Regions from separate parts of the Mus musculus genome. Here region 1 is linked to region 2. The links are chromatin contacts, called in public promoter capture Hi-C maps. All regions are on one chromosome and are shown on one strand. Each heading gives the region's core, a stretch centred on a gene start, on an enhancer-like site or on the middle of the called end of the contact. The rest is flanking DNA. Distances are from core to core; before and after follow the strand shown.

The links. Promoter capture Hi-C pulls out the DNA fragments that hold promoters and counts their contacts.
Region 1: a promoter capture Hi-C map of pre-B cells shows a contact between it and region 2. The contact joins the promoter of Taf6 here to the promoter of Abhd11 in region 2. A contact is called at or near these places in 1 of 39 promoter capture datasets (pre-B cells) and 1 of 484 Hi-C or Micro-C datasets (B cells).

Annotation. Positions count from the first base shown.
Region 1 is chr5:138,185,294-138,189,253 of GRCm38.p6, reverse strand. It overlaps Taf6 (TATA-box binding protein associated factor 6), which reads left to right and starts at 2,028. Exons shown (of 15, transcript NM_009315.4): 1 at 2,028-2,084. It overlaps Cnpy4 (canopy FGF signaling regulator 4), which reads right to left and starts at 1,719. Exons shown (of 6, transcript NM_178612.4): 1 at 1,534-1,719. The coding sequence starts at 1,669.
Region 2 is chr5:135,006,397-135,010,633 of GRCm38.p6, reverse strand. Abhd11 (abhydrolase domain containing 11) reads right to left here and starts at 1,335. Exons shown (of 6, transcript NM_145215.2): 1 at 795-1,335; 2 at 517-652. The coding sequence starts at 922. It also overlaps the pseudogene Rps29-ps.

The DNA.
Region 1 (3,960 bases), core at 779-3,278, 3.2 Mb before region 2:
AGCAAAAGTGCGTCCACTGTATTAAGACCCTGGGCACGGGTAGTCCCTTTTCCCCCAGGACTTACAACACTGCGGATGACAAGCAAGGGGGGAGTCCAAAGGAGACATTTAAACTGGGTCCAGTAGAATGGGGAGGAGTTTATCAAATACAAAACGGAGAGGAGGAAAACAGCCAAGAAAAAGACAGGGGCCACTTACTGACTGTGAGACGCTGGGTGTGTCTGAAGCAGTCACTTTGAGGAATAAAGTATGAAAGCTAAGAGTGTACATACGCCAGTCAGTGGTGGCGCACACCTTTAATCCCAGCACTCGGGAGGCAGAGGCAGGTGGATTTCTGAGTTTGAGGCCAGCCTGGTCTACAGAGTGAGTTCCAGAGTTCCAGGACAGCCAGGGCTACACAGAGAAAACCTGTCTCAAAAAAAAAAAAAAGTGTTTTTACAGCTCTCCCCTCACTCCAAAGTTGGCTTAGGGTCTGGGAAAACAGTTCTGTAAGTAAAGCACTTTTAAGCTTGAGGACCTGAGTTCAGATCCTAAGAACCTCTGCAATGTTAGGTGATGTGGCACACGCTATCCCAGCATTCTGAGGTCAGAACTAGAGACAGGGGGTTCATATAGTTAACTTCTGCCTTTAATCCCAGCAGAGGCAAGTGGATTTCGGAGTTAGAGACCAGTCTGGTCTACAGGCAAGTTCCAGGACAGCCAGAGCTATAAAGAGAAACCCTGTCTCCACCCCCACCCCGACTCAGAAGAGTGGGGACACAGATGCAAAAATAAGTGAGAGATTAGAATCAAGTCATGGGTGTCAATGATAAAAACATGTTGTTGGGTGTAAAGTGAAGCAATAATGAATCCAAAGAAAAAGTTAGAGTTAGGGAGCCACAGGATATTTATTCAGTGACCTGGCTTCCTCCCTGTTGGGGATGGGAGGGGTGGTTGGGGGGAGGGCATTTACTAATGTAGCCAGAGGCCATGCTGCTTGTTGTAAAATCCCTACAGTGCACCCCATCTGCAAAGCCTCACACCGATGGGCAACTTCTAAGTGGTGTGGTGTCTTCATCTTCTCTTTATGAACTTCAGCTGGGGACTTACTCACCTTTAAAACCCCTAAAGGGGGCCATCAGGCCTGTAATTTAAGAGCGTCTCTGCCAGGGCGGGACTCAGTATGCCTATAAGGAATGAGTATTACACCCCACCCATGCAGATTGTCCAGATTTTTAACAAGGAGAGAAACGACTGAGGAAGATGCTCCATAGAGCCAGCGTTACAGGTTCTTGAACTACAATTCCCACAATACATTGGGGCCCAAGCCCGCAAGAAAAACCTAGATCCTTCTGGATGCCACCTGGGAAATGTAGTGCCACCTTAACCCTGCTTTCCCTCCCTTGTTCCCATTCAAGTGTTACCAAGCTCCAACAGAACCTCTTTCAAGACAGTCTAGTGATCCATCTATCCTAGCCCATTTGATTCAGCCTAGAGTTAGAGAGGCAGGAGGTAGATAGGGAGATGTAAATAGCAACTACTCCGTTTCTGTACCTTCGCATTTGCTGGGCAAACGTTCTGTGTCATCTTCCTCCTCTTTTGTCGCCTCAGCCCAAGCACCGTACGCTGCCAGGATGAAAAGCAGTATCTCCAGCCGCACAGGTCCCATGATAAAACGCAGTCCACACATACAACCACCCTTTGCCTTCAGACCAACTTCTGGAAGGCAGCGGGCCCTTTAAATTTAGGCGAAGCCCGCAGCAAGCTTTAAAAAAAAAAAAAAAAAAATCATAGAACGGTCAGCGCATGCTCAGAGCCAGCCCGAAAGTGGGTGGAGCGTGATGGCTCAGTTTTGTGGCGCCTTCTGAAGGTCCTGACAGCTGGGTAATGAAGATACAAATTGAAGTAATTAGAATAGAGTAATATGATCTTTACACATGCACGTAGAATGAAATTTTTATATAATTTCAGACTGTGAAACGATATGGTCTATTTTGACATAGGGAAGAACAGTGATAACTTTTTGGCTTCTGCCAGGACCTACTCCTGTCAGGGGGCGGGGCCAAGATGGCGCCGAGCGCCGGGTGAGCGGCGCTTTGGCAGCGGTGAGAGGCTTTTACTGCTCCCGGTGCTTGGCTGGCGGGGGAAAGTCTGAGGTGTATCCGTGAGGAGACCCTTTGAAAGGGCCCATGTGAGGACTGGGAAGAAGACGGTTGGTTGTGTGTCCGTGCTCGTGGGGACCCTGTGCGTGACTGCACTGGAAGGATGGTGGGGCGATGTAGTGGCTTGTGAACCTCCTGTAGCGCTGCCCGGGTAATCTTCGAATCACTTCCCTAGCTGAGAAAAATGATGTAAAGATATAGCTCAAGTTATCCCTTCTCTAAGAAGTCTTCCTGTCGCTTCCACTGATCTGAGAAACTCCCGAGGCTGCTAGAGTGTTTTATGAAACCTTAGTGGCAAGGGTACCACCACAGAGGACTGGGACCCGACCAGGTACAGAGTATGTGCTGAATAATTGTATTTCCTGTAGACAAGATTTAACAAAAGTCTGAGAAGACTTGGAATGAAAAGAACCAGTCCCTAGCACTCAGTTCTGAACACTCTTGAGGTTGGTTTCATGTCCAGTGTCAGGCAAGCTCCTTTCCTTTTAACCACAGAGTAAACTCCAAGCTTGAGTCTGTGTCTTTTTCATTTTGGTAATTGTTATACCAAGTATTTAGTGAACACTTACACCTTATTCATGCTGGGCAGTGGTGGCTCACGCCTTTAATCCCAGCACTTGGGAGGCAGAGGCGGGCGGATTTCTGAGTTCTAGACCAGCCTGGTCTACAAAGTTAGTTCCAGGACAGCCAGAGCTATACAGAGAAACCCTGTCTCGAAAAACCAAAAAAAGGAAAGAAAAAAAGAAAAAAAAAGACTTATTCATATATTTAACAATGCCCTAGGCACCAGATAGGTCAGTGAACATAACAGACATATTCTTGTTTACTGGTGGGGTAAGGATAATAAACAAGAAGAAATAATAGCCAGGCTTGGTGGTAAACAGCTGTAAAAGGCAGGAGGCTCTCCAAATCAAGACCACGGGATGAATTCCAGACGAGCCTGAGACCCAATTGTAGAAGGGTTGTTTAACATGTGGAAGGTCTTAGATTTAATCTAGAGTGATTTTATATATATACATATTATATCACTATTATTAAGAAGAAGAAGAAAACATAGCAAACAGGTAAAGCCAGGCATGGTGGTATGTGCTTGCAATCCCAGTACTTGGGAGGTAGAGGCCAAAGGACCAGTGTTGTCTACCTAGTGAATTTGAAGCCAGTGGGGCTATAGGAGACCTGCCCCTAAAGAGAGGTGGGTGGGGTCAGGTAGTCAGCCAAACACGTTTAGGAAGAACACAACAAAAGCTATAAAGCCAAGTACATGTCTGTCAGATTTAAAGGACAGCAAGGAGAATGATGTCAGGGTAAAGTGGGAGGGGGCGGGGCAGGTGATCAGAGATATGAGAGAAAAGAAAGAAACCATCTTAGACAGGAACTTATTGCAGAGTCGGGATGGCCTCAAACTTGCTGTCCCCACTTTAGCCTCCAGGGTACTGGGAATATGGGTGTACAGCATGTACACTCTGAAGCCTGACATGAAACCCAAGGCAGTCCACTGAAATTAGAAGTGTTAACCCCTACACCTGGACAGGAGGCAAGGGGAGTCGTTATAGGAAAGAAATAGTTACCTAGTTTATATTTTGACAGACCACTTTGGTTTTAAGAAACAAACGCACAAAAAAAGCCAAGATGGAAATAGGAACACCTTGTCCAGCGACTGAGTTCAGCAGATGAATAGGTGATAATCATCTGGGCCAAAAAGGGTCGGGTTGGGCTGCCTGGTAAGTTTTAAAGTTCTGCTGGGAATCAAACCCAGGCCCATGTGCATGCTAAGTACCTTACTACTGAACCACATCTTCCAGCCTGGTGGATTTGATTT
Region 2 (4,237 bases), core at 86-2,585:
ACGTGCCATGGTGTACATGTGGAGATCAAATGAGAACTTCAGGTGCCAAGGAGAGAGGGCATGCAGACCAAAGGAGGATCAGAGTAGTCAGGGAGCAAATGGCTTAAATGGCTGGGTTAACAGGAAAGAGACGCTGGGGGACGGGAAGCCTCTGGACTGGAAAGGTTTATAGTAAGGGGTCGGGGGTAACAAGAGCAGAGAGCTGCCACTCGTACTGAGTAAGCCAGGAGGCTAGAGTGTGCTTTGGCATGCTAGTAGGTGCCACAAAATTGTCCCAAGTTTCTTTGGGACCTGACAAAGAGACCTGTTATGTCTCAGTAACATAAATGGACTAACTGTGGGGCATCTTACAGGACCAGGCCTCTTCATAGATGTTTTACGGTTTACTGGGCACTGAAACTTTCCATTTTCAGGTCACCAAGAGCCCAGACCTGAGTGATTGAAACTAGGTCCACTGCCCTCAGCCTTACCCCTTAGCCCCCGCCCACCCATGCACCGCCCCATCCGGAAGCTCACCCTCCGGCCAGTCCTCTGAACCATTGCCTTGGCGAGGGAGTTGAAGTTGGTTTTGCTGCCGAAGAGCCCATGCAAAAAGACGATGGCTGGGAGTGTCGCGTCTCCATCTAGAAGATTATAAGACAGCGGCAGCGGCCTGGAAGGTGGGGGCCACCATGGAGTAAGGGGGAGGAGAGAGTGAAAGAAAAAAGGGGCGAGGCCAAAGGAGAGGCGGGGCCAGCTAAGCCGCGTGCGAAGTGGACCAGTGGAGAACAACCCTCCCAGTGCCCTTGGCTGACCTCAGATCGGCGTTTTCTTGGCCACTACTGCGGCTGCTACAGAACGTGACAGGAACCGCCAAACGCCTGGGAGAGGAGGCACCGAGTACCCCACGGGGGACCCTCCACGCTCGCGCCCAGCGGAGCATGCCCACAGCCCGCAAAGTGTGCTTCCTAGGGCTGTCCTGCGCACGCTCCGCCTTTCAGAGCCCTGTCTATTCCAACTAGGGCTCCGCCTTTTCCCCCGCCCCCCCCCCATCGAGGCGCCACTTTAGGCCACGTGGTCTAATGTATTCCCGGAGTCAGTTCAGCCCCCTCCCAAAGCAGAAGCTTCTTGGACGCAGCCGCTAGACGACCCCAGCCCTTGCACGTTACACATTTCCTGCAGCCACTTTGAGCCTGGTCTGTAGGACTAGCTGGCTTGGTAACAGGCTGGGCGTAGCCATACAGCGCTAGCCCTGCCCCCTTGCGCCACTACGCAATTCCTACAGACGCTGTGAGCCGCTTAGAGACCAGTTCCCGACCAGGACCAGGGAAGCGCTACGTGGGACTGGTCCCTCCTCTGGGACAATATACAATCCCCTTTAGATCTGTGAGCCCCTGCCACGCCCTGGACGGGGTCACCAACTGGCTTGTTCTTCGCACCGTCACTCAACCGTCGTAGCCACTGCCAGGCACCCGGACGTAGGCTTCTTAGCCACACCTTGCGGAGCCACCGGGGACTCTGGGACCGCCTCCTGCATCATTACGTAATTCCCACTTTGCATGCATCTGCGAGTTCAGTTCCTTGGCCACGCCCTATCGTAGGCGGGGCTGTAAGAGGCCCTTGCACGGTTTCGCAACATTTTAAACTGCTCTAGCTCCCGGAATTGGACTCCTTGACCACGCCTTGGGCGGAGCTACCCGATTGTGGCACCGGCTTTTGCGCCATTACGTAATCCTGCCGGGTTCTGTGCACACTTCCCTGAACCCCTTGACAACGTCGTAGGCCACGCCTCTTCTTTTAAGAGCTTCTTAGTCTTCTAGTGTTTCCCTACTGGCGATCAGAGGTCCTCAGTTCGAGGCGCAAGTGTGGGGCGTGTCCCTAGCAAACTGAGAAGTCCTTTCTCGGCTGGCGAGCGGACCCCACCTGGCCTGCTCCTCTGTCCTCAGGCACCGCCCTGGGTGGGTACCATGCTCTCTGTGCCTCCGGCATGGTCAGGAGGCGCCAGGAGTGATTCTTGTTCCAGCTCCCGCCAGCTCTCTGGCGCCTTGCTCCGTAGTTGGGAGCCCTGTCAGGCTCCCCAGAGCACGAGTGCTTTGTCTCTCTGTCTCCTCACAGGAAACACCTAGGAGGAAGGGGCTTTCGCTCGATCTCCTCACTTAATCGATTAACTGAGGTGCAGAAAGGGCAAAGGATTGGGCCAACAGGCAGAACCAGAGTCTTAGTCCAGTCTTCCGTTCCTGGTCCAGGTCAATTTGAAAAACCAGGATTAAACCCTTAGCCAGGGATTTGTACTGTAGTTACCTGCACTGAATAGAGATGGCTCCGGGCCAGGTGTAGTGGCTACAATTTTAATCCCACACATTGGTGGCAGAGGCAAGCGGTTCTCTATGAGTTCAAGGCCAGCCTTGTATATAAGAGTCCAAGAACATCTAGAAATGCATAGAAAAACTCTGTCTCAAAAAAGAAAAAAGGAAGGAAGAAAGAGCCCTCATTAACAACCCGCCATTAGCAGAGAGTGGCAACCCTCTGCCCAGACTGCACCGCATTCTGCACCCATTTCCCCCAGAAAGCCTGCCCCCTGCTGTCTCCCCTCATAGTCTAGGGAAAGTCCCCGCAGCCCTCTTCTGCTGCGGTCCATCCTTTAGCAGTTCCGGAGCTGGTTTGGTCATAGCAAACACATCTGCTGGGGCGCCTTCAGGACTCCTTGTTACTGAAGTAGCACTTCAAACCCTCCAGAGTCCTTCCCAGCATCCTCAGCCGGGCACCAAGCCTCTGGCTCTTAGGTCCCTTTTGTTCTTTGTCAGCGCTGGTGGCCTTCGGTGCCACTAGTTGCCTAGACACACACACACACACACACACACACACACACACAGATTTATTTATTTTGCTTTATGTGTCTGAGTGTTTGCTTGAATGTATGTCTGTGTACCACGCCTGTACCTTGTGCCTTCAGAGTTGAGAGGAGGGCATAGGATCTCCTGGAACTGGAATTGCAGGTGGTTGTGAGCCACCCTGTGGGTCCTGGGGACCATACTCCAGCAAGAACATCATGTGCTCTTAATTCCTGAGTCTCCAACCTGTCTTGGTTTTGAGACAGGGTCTCTTTATTATACAGCTCTGACTGCCCTGGAACTCACTATGTAGACCAGGCTGGCCTCAAGCTCACAGAGATTCATTTGCCTCTGTCTCCAGAGTGCTGAGATCAAAGATACGTGCCTACACCTGACAACTGGTTTATGGTTGTTGTTTGTTTGTTTTGCTTGATTTTAGACAAGATCTTATGTATCCTAGGCTGGCCTTGAACTCCTGATCCTCCTGCCTCCATCTCCCAGATTCTGGAACCCCAGATGTTCCTTTTTGATTGTTTTTGTTCTGTTTTGAGACAGGATATCAGTATGCAACCCAAGGTGCCCTCACATGTGTGTGTCGGTCCAGAGCTTATGCATGATCCTGTTGCATGATCCACACTGAGTGTCCAAGCCTGCATCACCACACCTGCCTGCCTTAGATTATCTTTCTATGGTTATCTATTGAATAAACGCTGTGTTATAAAGTGATTTATAAATAAGCAAATCCCTCTCACACAATACATTTTATACTTTCAGTATCAAAAAATATGCTTTCTGCACTTATTCACTATCAAAACCTAAAGATCCGTGACAGAGTTAGAACTAGAAAACAGTTATCTTTGTATCCTCTTCCAGTTTTTGTGTCCAGTGCCTGCATTCAGTCCTTTCTTGTGACCTATATTTGCATGCTCTTTCTTTCTTTCTTTCTTTCTTTCTTTCTTTCTTTCTTTCTTTCTTTCTTTCTTTCTTAAGTTCTTCACATTTTTATTCTTTGTGCACAAAGACTAGCATGATCGGTTCCACTTGGTAGTTAGTCGAACAATCCATTCAAGGTCGCTTAGTCCAACTTAATGACGCCTATGTCCTTTGAGTACTGACAGAAGCACTGGCGGCACATGTTCAGCCCGTATTTGTGGATCAGACCGTGGTGGTTAGAGCAGATACAGCAAGAGCGGGAACCCTGGCTGACCTTCCGTGGGTGACTCCAGGTAGAGCTGCTGGTGACCCACCTTGCCTTCAGACGCCCAAGGAGGGAAAAGGCATGCCCTCCCTCCCTCCCTCCCTCCCTCCCTCCCTCCCTCCCTCCCTCCCTCCCTCCCTCCCTCCCTCCCTCCCTTCTTTCTTTCTTTCTTTCTTTCTTTCTTTCTTTCTTTCTTCTCCTTCTTCTTCTTTTTGGTTTTTTGAGATAG